Linked DNA regions of Mus musculus: all the other regions are linked to region 2. A link is a contact called in public Hi-C data. All regions are on one chromosome and are shown on one strand. The core of a region is the stretch at or near the end of the contact, and the rest is flanking DNA. Distances in the headings are between cores, read along the strand shown. Region 1 overlaps Arhgap32 (Rho GTPase activating protein 32). Region 2 has its middle 26 kb from the start of Arhgap32. Region 3 overlaps Arhgap32 (Rho GTPase activating protein 32).

The links. Hi-C and Micro-C count contacts between places; a contact is called where the count stands out from the background.
Region 1: a contact with region 2 is called in a Hi-C map of liver, with 1.8 times the contacts expected there. The contact joins two enhancer-like sites. A contact is called at or near these places in 1 of 484 Hi-C or Micro-C datasets (liver) and 1 of 9 other capture datasets (adipose tissue).
Region 3: a Hi-C map of liver shows a contact between it and region 2, with 2.2 times the contacts expected there. The contact joins two enhancer-like sites. A contact is called at or near these places in 1 of 39 promoter capture datasets (hippocampal neurons), 4 of 484 Hi-C or Micro-C datasets (B cells, the HL-1 cell line, bone marrow-derived macrophages and 1 more) and 8 of 115 datasets of contacts at active chromatin or transcription factors (astrocytes, embryonic stem cells, hepatocytes and 4 more).

Annotation. Positions count from the first base shown.
Region 1 is chr9:32,241,777-32,244,758 of GRCm38.p6, forward strand. All of the region lies in intron 12 of Arhgap32 (Rho GTPase activating protein 32), which reads left to right. Among named protein-coding and RNA genes, the nearest start is that of Kcnj5, 100 kb to the right of the region's middle. Within about 2 kb of position 1,620, at least 18 of the 459 cell types and tissues checked have an H3K27ac peak or open chromatin away from gene starts, as enhancers often do. A contact at or near this core is called in liver, where this site is marked.
Region 2 is chr9:32,005,201-32,007,941 of GRCm38.p6, forward strand. No RefSeq gene overlaps it. Among named protein-coding and RNA genes, the nearest start is that of Arhgap32, 26 kb to the right of the region's middle. Within about 2 kb of position 1,316, at least 16 of the 459 cell types and tissues checked have an H3K27ac peak or open chromatin away from gene starts, as enhancers often do. A contact at or near this core is called in liver, where this site is marked.
Region 3 is chr9:32,144,870-32,147,920 of GRCm38.p6, forward strand. All of the region lies in intron 2 of Arhgap32 (Rho GTPase activating protein 32), which reads left to right. Among named protein-coding and RNA genes, the nearest start is that of Arhgap32, 110 kb to the left of the region's middle. Within about 2 kb of position 1,607, at least 85 of the 459 cell types and tissues checked have an H3K27ac peak or open chromatin away from gene starts, as enhancers often do. A contact at or near this core is called in liver, where this site is marked.

The DNA.
Region 1 (2,982 bases), core at 370-2,869, 240 kb after region 2:
GCTTGGGTCTCACCAAAGCATGTTAAATGGCATCTAGATTTACCAAGGGTGGGGAAGTTGTGAAAGTCAGCATGGCTGAGGTGGAGCTGGCAAACGCCTTAACCCGAGGTGTGGGTGAGGGCAACGCTCAGCCACAGAGGATGTTCTTGATGGATGGATAGATATGGAGTAACTGGAACTCGATCAGAAATGCACAGTCAAAGAAGAAGCAAGAGTAAGGAAGTTCTGGAGGAAAAGGAACCCCCAAATTCATGATGAGGCTGTTATCGCAGAAGCTTCCACAGACCCCAGCAAGTTCAGTTTACCCCAGTGCCAAGAGGAAGTGTTCTGAGGCCCTTTCTATTGATACATCTATGGCAGACCGAGCCGGCCACTCTGAGTACCTGGGGCTGAACAGCTCTCCAGGAGCTGTGTGCAGGGCCTGGGAGTAATCCCAGAAAACACTGTTCCGTTCCAGAGGGGAGGATGGCGGTGGGGACTGCGATACCGAAGATCCTGATCCAGAGTTAGCCTGCGATAACATGCTTACGTCTTTAGTTCTGAAAAGTTTAAAATAGAATTAGAAAATGGAAAAAGCTTGAAGAGTAAGGAAGAAAATTATAGTATATTGTAGTTTTAGCTCTGATTGCAAGTCAAAATATAAACTTATAAAATAAAATTTTATAGCAGCTAAGATTAATTTACTAAGAAAATTTTTTTATGAGTTTAGTGCAGCCCATGCAACAGTTCTCTAGACACACACAGATGCCCAGCACAGCCCTGAGCCCAGGCTGACTCACTGAGCATAGCTTCCAGTCCTCAAGGCCCTGTTCATAATAAATGTACGTTTCTCTACAATTACTATGCATAGATATAGATATGTTTACAGATATAGATATGTTAAATATTTATGTGCCGGGCTATTATTAACCACAGTGTTCAGAATAGTACCATGCTGCTCAGCTTTATGCCTTTGGGGCAGTGGGCAAGATTGTACAACCTAGGTATAAAGTGGCCACATTGTAAGGCATGTATGAATAATTCTAATGTTGGTACAGTGAAATCAAAAGATATCTGAGCATGTATCCCTGTCTTTAAACAAAACATGACTGTAGGGTCTTTGCCCTAAATATTTGCATTTCTGGCACTTTTTTTTTCTGAGAGAGGGACTCATATTATAGCAATATTTTACTAAGTGACTCATTTTCTCTATTCTGCAGTGAGTGATGAGAGTCACAGAGGTAATCCTGTTACACTTTTTACTGTTTCAGCACCTCCCTGTTGGAATGAATGACAAAGCTGACCTACCTGCTTCTCTTATGTGGTGGCTGGTGGTGTAAGAAACCAGGCAGGAGCCCGACAAACCTGTCTTCTGTTAATGTTTCACTTGTTGTCCCTAGTGCCAGGGTTTGACAGAGTGTAAGCTCTCCCAGACTCACAAAATGTGAGCTCACTAAAAGTTACAGGTATTTATAGGGCCGCTAGTTTAAAATCTGCCAACAGAATTTTCTGTGCAACTATTAGACTAATTTGTCATTTATTTGGACATCTTTAATTGCAGAGTCAGGTCATTTTCTTACTTTTATGACTCTTGCCATTTTCCAGCCTTGCTGTGGTGCAATCATTAATAATTGATAACTCTGATTAATCATTAAGAATTAATAAGAGACTCCACCACCAGACTGTTCTGTCATGTCTGAGCATCCAGCAGCAATTAAGCAAGTTTCACTCAAATCTTACAGGTTTTGTTTTTCCTTCTCTCCCTCTCTCCCTCCCTTCCTACTTCATTAGAGAAGACAGCTGCCAAGATAATATTTTGTTTTGACAAATACAGGTTTTACTGCACTATCATAAGTTCTCTGATTATAAAATCTGGTCATGTGAAATGGAATTTTCAGATATCTAAGGTTTTTGGCTGCTATTGTTTTCACTGAAGGCTTGTGCATGCACATGTGGCAGAACACTGGAAGTAAGGAAAGAGGGAGGGAGAGAGGGAGGATAGGGAAGGGAGGGAGGAAAGAAGGAGGGAGAGAGGGAGGATAGGGAAGGGAGGGAGGAAAGAAGGAGGGAGAGAGGGAGGATAGGGAAGGGAAGGGAGGAAAGAGGGAGGGAGAGAGGGAGGATAGGGAAGGGAGGGAGGAAAGAAGGAGGGAGAGAGGGAGGATAGGGAAGGGAAGGGAGGAAAGAGGGAGGATAGGGAAGGGAGGGAGGAAAGAAGGAGGGAGAGAGGGAGGATAGGGAAGGGAGGGAGGAAAGAAGGAAGGGAGGGAGGAAAGAAGCAAGAAAGTTGTTTTGAAATGTCTACACTGTAAGGATTAGTCTTTGATATACAAAGTACTCAGTGCTATTTGCTACTGCTTTTTGATTTTTAATGACAAGGACCTTCAGGTTTTAAGTGTAAAATATGATATCTGAGAGGATTTGAAAGGTGGACTGCATAAAAGGCAGGAAAAGCAAGGCACCATTAGAGTAAAGAAATGATGTGGAAACATACTGTGAGTTGAATTCAGTAGCTCTGCCTGTCTCACTATCAATCTAACCTGCTTCAGTTTACTGTATTTCTCCCTTAGTATAGCATCTCTTTACAGACCAAGTAATGTCCTCCCAAACCTGGCTATCAGGGATTTTAACTGACACTAACACGTGGCCAACTAAGAAGCCTGTGTGCTGTTTAACCTGCATTACAAAATGAAGAATGCTAAGCTGTGGCCATTGTAAGATTGAAATGGTTATAGAAGTTTATTACATAGTTTCAAACTTTTGTTCTATCGCACATGCCCGAAATAGCTATTCCTTTGCATTGACTGAGATGTCAGAGAAACTTGGTGTAGGAGCCAAGTGTTACAGCACTTGTCATTATGTTGTTGGGGCAAACACTTTGTAAAGTCTCTTGCTGTGGATGACCTTGAGTGAGTTGCTGTTTGTTTATTTTAGTTTGTAGTAGTGTGGGGGTTAAACACTTGATTTAAAACAGTCTGGTTGAAGACTGTATGAATGATACAC
Region 2 (2,741 bases), core at 66-2,565:
CTTCTCTCTCTTCCCTTCAGGTGCTATTTAAATCTTTGCTTCTCGGGATATTGTCTCTGTCCCTTTAGTTTTGTGACCCATTTGTTCACTCACCAAATATTGGGAGAGTCTGTCCTGTACCAAACACCATAGTGGGCATTGCAGAAGAAGAAATGAGGTAGACATGACTGCACTCAGAACTGGTTAGATTGGCTGGTGGAACATTCTCCCAGTGTGCTGGGCTGTCTGACTAAACAAAGGACAGAGAGCGTCCAGAGGGCACAGGGCTGATATTTCAATTAACAAGAGTGTATAGAGTTCGGACTGTGTGCCGGGCACTGTTGCAGTGCTTTGTTCTGTACACATTGAGCCTATTGACTCTTCTAAGTTTCATGACATTCCTCTGAACACGGACTTACCATCACCCTGTGTTACAGAGGGCGTAACTGGAGCAGGAAGAAGCCACGTGAACAAGGTCACACTGCTAGTAAGTCTTGACAATAAAATGGAATCCGGGAAGTGTCTCTAACTAGTGTGCACACCGTGTAGCTATGTACGCCCCTCTGTATTCACAGTATTTAATAGGATTCCTAGAATGCAGTTGGTATTCTATAGATGTATGTTCAGAGGCAGTGAGCTAGTTATTACACAGGGTCAGTGAGCTAGCTGCTATAAAGGGTCAGCTCTTCTCTCTAAGTGACACTCTACAAAGACAAAAAGAGGTTGGCCTGACAGATTTCTAAAAACCTCTAAAATTCTGAACTATAGGCTCTGAACTTTCCGTCTATTCACTGTAATCTTCTAGCTTAGGTTTGGAAGAGATCTTAAGGGATCATCTGGTAGAATTCTAGACCTCAGATAGACCCTATCTGCCCTGGATGAATGAGAATTTCTCTAGTTTAGCAAGTCCTTATGCTGTCTCACTGCTGTGAACCCTGAAAGTAGCTGACTCAGAGACCAAGAACCATCCACCATAGCAAAAAGGACAAGCTACCAGAAGGTGGTAAAGGAAAGGGCTTTCCTCTTGGATAGAAATGGCTTTATAGCAAAGAATGTTTGGGTCACTTTTCCTTTTGTTTTAAAAGGCTTCAGATCATATTCTTAACTATTCCTGCTTTTACACTAGAACGACAGTATGATATCTTCCAGACCTCCGTTCTTTATAAATTTGGCTGCAAACAATACATTACTCCTGATAGCTTGCTCTAAATTACTGTTTTAGATTATACTACGACATGACACTGTTTCCCAAGACCTGACAGTACAAAGCGCCAGACCTTTGATCAAAGGCCAGCAGAGTCCCCATGATCTGACTGAATGCCAGTTCAGGTCATTATACTTTGGCTAGTCTTCTCCTTCCTACCGTGTCAGTTGGCTCCACCAGTGTTCTTCCCCCAGCACACGCTGTCTGGTAATCTGTGAATTGGCAGGACTGGTTTCTCTGGCAAGTGGTGGTCAGAGAAGGTGTGGATTGAGTTTGGCTAGCACTGACCACAGGGGTGATGAGTTCTGAAAGCATAATCAGCAGATGGATTATTTTCTGGGCAGAGCTGAAGTCATCAAGGAGAGGGCCGTGCACTCCTGTATTTCAGGATTAGATGTACTATGAACAATTTTAACTGCTTTTTTTTTTAACTCCAAAAGTCCACGATGAGATGATTTTGATTTTTTTTTTTTTACTTTCATTTTGCCAGGACAGCAACTGAACACCAAGACTGTGATCAAATGAATTTCAAGGGAGTGGGTTCAAGTTACTGTACCAGCTACTGTGCCTTGTTTACTGACTGACAGCTGGGTGTATGGCAGTTGGATATTTAGTATGTCTCATTCACATCTATAATGATGCCTCCAGAGAGGTAGGCATTTGAATACCCCATCCCCAGTTGGCGGCGCTATATGAAGTGCTGGAGAAAGTACATCAATAGGAACAGGATCTGAGAGCTTCAAGCTTCCCTTGCTTCCAAGTCACTTTCTCTGTTTCATGTTTATGGTACACGACAGGAGCTCTCAGCATCCTGCTCCATCCACCAAGAATGCCTGCTTCTCACTGCCATGCCTTCATCGTGATAGACCCTTCATCCTTCTGAGACTGCAAGCAAGATAAATGCTTCCTTTGTAAGCTACCTTGGCCAGATTGTCTTATCACTGCAAGGGAAGAGTGCTCCAAATCTGGTTTAACGTTCTTGGAATCCCAGTGAGATTATAATTGTAGTAACCATGTATTCTAGTGCTGGTCATACCTTTAGAGATATAAGAGAGCTGAGGATGCATTTTCTTCCAGTGACTTTCTTTTGGGCGGTGGGGATTAAGGCTAGGGGCAATCTAGACACAAAGTATTGACACTACATTAATCGTTACAATAGGAAAGTTTCTCTCTTGTCTGATGGGTCAGTTTCTTCCTTTATCCAAAACATCACTTCATCTCTTCACAGAATTATTTTTATTTTTTATTTTTTGAAGCATGGCTCTATGTAGTCCAGGATAGCTCAAACTAAAATGTAGGTGAGATTGACCTTGAATTTCTGATCCTTCTGTTTGTATTGCAGATGTGCACAAACAATCATGCCTACTTTATGCTGCACTGAGGAGAAATTCAACCATGGTAGACTCTACCAACTCAGCTACAGTCTTAGCCCTCTTCTCTGAGTTCTTTTTTTTTAATTTTTATTAGGTATTTTCTTCATTTACATTTCAAATGCTACCTCCAAAGCCCCCTATACCCTTTTCTGCCCTGCTCTCCAACCTACCCACTCCTGCTTCCT
Region 3 (3,051 bases), core at 357-2,856, 140 kb after region 2:
AGTGAAGAATTTTAAATCCATCAATATTCATGAAACCAGTTGCTTGGGACGATTTATGTATTTAGTATGTTGCTATTTTGTGAACACAAAACAGTATTATGGGGACAGAGAGGTGGCTCAGTACTTGGTGCTGTTCTTCCAGAGTACCTGAATCGATTCCCAGAACAATATGGTAGTTCACAGCTCTGTAATTTCAGTTCCAGGGTGTCCTTAGCCACTTGCCTCTGTCCTCCTAGGATAATGTACTCACCTGCACGTCCCCCCACAGACACACACACCCTTGCACATAGTTAAAGATAATAAAAGTAAAAAAAAGAAATAAAGGAGATTTGAAAAACTAGTACTAAATATATTTAATGATTATACAATATCCCATAAAATACAAGTCCTGAATTTATTTTATATTTTTTATTTTAGTGAATAACTTTATGATAATTTTTCTTTTTACTCTTAAAACAGACAATTGCTGACCAAATGGTATAGAAATCCCCAAATTACTTGCCAATTCAATTAAAATATTGTGACTAACACTGTGCAAAATGCTGCTTCTTTTTTGGCCTCAGTTTCTTTGTTGCAGCGGGGCGGCATTTTTCTTTCAGTTCTATGACAGGTTGAGCACTTTCCACATAGTGCATTTTTCTCCTTTGTCTTTCTTCAAAAGATTGGAGGGACCAAGGGGACTAGATATGATCAAAAACCATTACATTCATGTATTTTATTCTCAGAGAATAAGAGTTTTAAAGTCTGTTAATACTTGTTAGTGTTTTGATACAGCCAGAGATGCTGCGGAGCGGTTGAGGCTGTGCTGGGGAGTGACTGTAGAAGTGGCTTTCTTGTCTGTTTTAGAACCTGGTGCATTGCATTACTGCTGAATGATGTTGCAGTTAGCCAGGCATCATTACCAACTGCTTTATCTGCATAGGTGGTCACCAAAATTGGTAATTGAAAGACTCTTCTTCTGCTTTAGTGGGAGGATGGTAGAGTCATTTTCAGGGGGTTAGACGGCAGTTAAAGCAGACAGGACAAAACACTGTTTTCCTATTTTTGCAGGTTTTTCCAAATCAAATTCTGTTTTACTAGAATGGGCCAATTGCCCCTATGGTTTAACTGGATCAGACTGTAGAGCAGCAAGTGCTTGCTGTAGCAAGCTATGTGTTTGTAAAGACTGTGCTGGCTTTTTACTGGAAGAAAATCCCTTTGGATTAGATTAAGCTTTGGTAGGTTTTGGCCTCAATTCCTGTTACGTGAATTCTTATCAAGCAAAGCATGGTCCCCAACCCCATCCTTACTCAACAGAACTTTTCATGAATTGATTCTCAGTGAACGTGACATGCGTTACAGGTGCCTTGCAGCTCGTTGAAGTTGTTCACCTTCAGCACTCAGTGTCACTTTCCCTTCCAGTTGTCTTCTCTACAGTTGATGAACATGGCATGTGCTTTTTATATCTCTCCTAAGTGTTGAGGCCGGGATGAAGCCATGTGACAGCTCCCTGTTCCTGTTACACATCCTCATGCAGCAACCGACACTTTCGGTTCAGTATTTAGTCAGCTCTCAGCTGTGTTTTCATGTAGAACTCAGGTCAAAACCTCATCAGAAGGCACTTCCCATACACTCAGGCATGTGCCTTGCCCTGACTGAGCTTCTCAGGGCCTTCTGCACTTGTCAGGCGGGCTGTGTGGAAGCCCTCACACCTTTCTCACTGCACAGCAGGGGTGACGACAGATTGCTCCTCAGAGGCCTCAGTTCTGTGTTGCTGTTTCTTACACTGAAGACCTTAGGCTTGCAGTCACATTAGTAGTTGCTTGCTTGCGCTAATCTTCTATTTTTATTCATTTCAAAGTTTAATTTTATTTATTGTTAATGTGCTCATGCTTGTACGTGGTGTGGTGTGATGTGAGAACAAGCACGTGTGTGCCGTGGCATGCACGTGGAGGTCAGGGGGCAGCTTAGGAGGTGGTTCTCTCCTTGCACCATGGCATCTGGGACTGAACTCAGGTGGGCAGGCTCGTGCGGAGCCATGGTCCATCTTATACCCTTAATAATTTGAAAATGAGAATATGAGCTTTATAGAAAGCAGTTTGTTTTATCTAGAAACTATCCTTGGAGGGATATACTGTTTTCTTATTGCCATTTGAAGTGATCCCTCTCTGCCTAGCCACTAACATATAATTAGGATCATTTGTTTTATTTCATTTCTCTATTTTTAGAGAGTGCTGCTTTTTCCCACTTTAATTTATTTTTACTGTGATTTAACTCATTTATGTGGCCTGCAGATCTCAAAATAGGAACAATCTGTCTTTTATTCTTTTTTCTCTCTTCCCTGTTGGTAAACATTTAAATTAGTTTTTTCCCGCTCTTCTCTTTTTTAAGCAAAACGCACATGTATATCCATATTTGCTGTTTCTAAGGAAGCACGGTGAAGACTCCGTCACAGCAGTAGACGGTAGTCTTTCTGATTGCTTTATAGCCATGATCAGTCTCTTGCATGGACACAGCATTACTGTGCTCATCTGGTCCCCTGCTAATAGAAATCTACACGGCTTCTGATTCTTAGTTACTAGAAATAGCCTTGGAAGAGAATAGCCCTTTATGCAGGTGACAGTTTGTACTCTTGCCAATGTAAGATGAAAATGGCAAAAAGAAAAGCAGTCCTGTCTTGGTAGAATGTGATAGGACAGAGATGAGTGTCTTCAGCTTCCAAGCCTCAGCCATAAGTGTGTCATGCAGACGTGTGAGTTTTATCACATAAATTGTATATATTAAGTCAGTACTGTAATGTTTACCCTATTCATTTTAATTACAATTAAGATGGAAAGATATATAGATTTAAAAATAATATACCCTCTTATATTTCTGGAGTGAAGTCAATTTAGTTATGATGTATTTTTATTGATAAAATGAGTTCGTTTTGCTGTTTTGCAACTGGCCTATAATTTTCTATTTTACTGTTGTCTGAATTTTCACCATTTAATTTTTATTTATCTTTTAATGGATGCCTAGTTTACATATAGTAAGTAACTTCTCCATATGTAATAATTATACATACACACA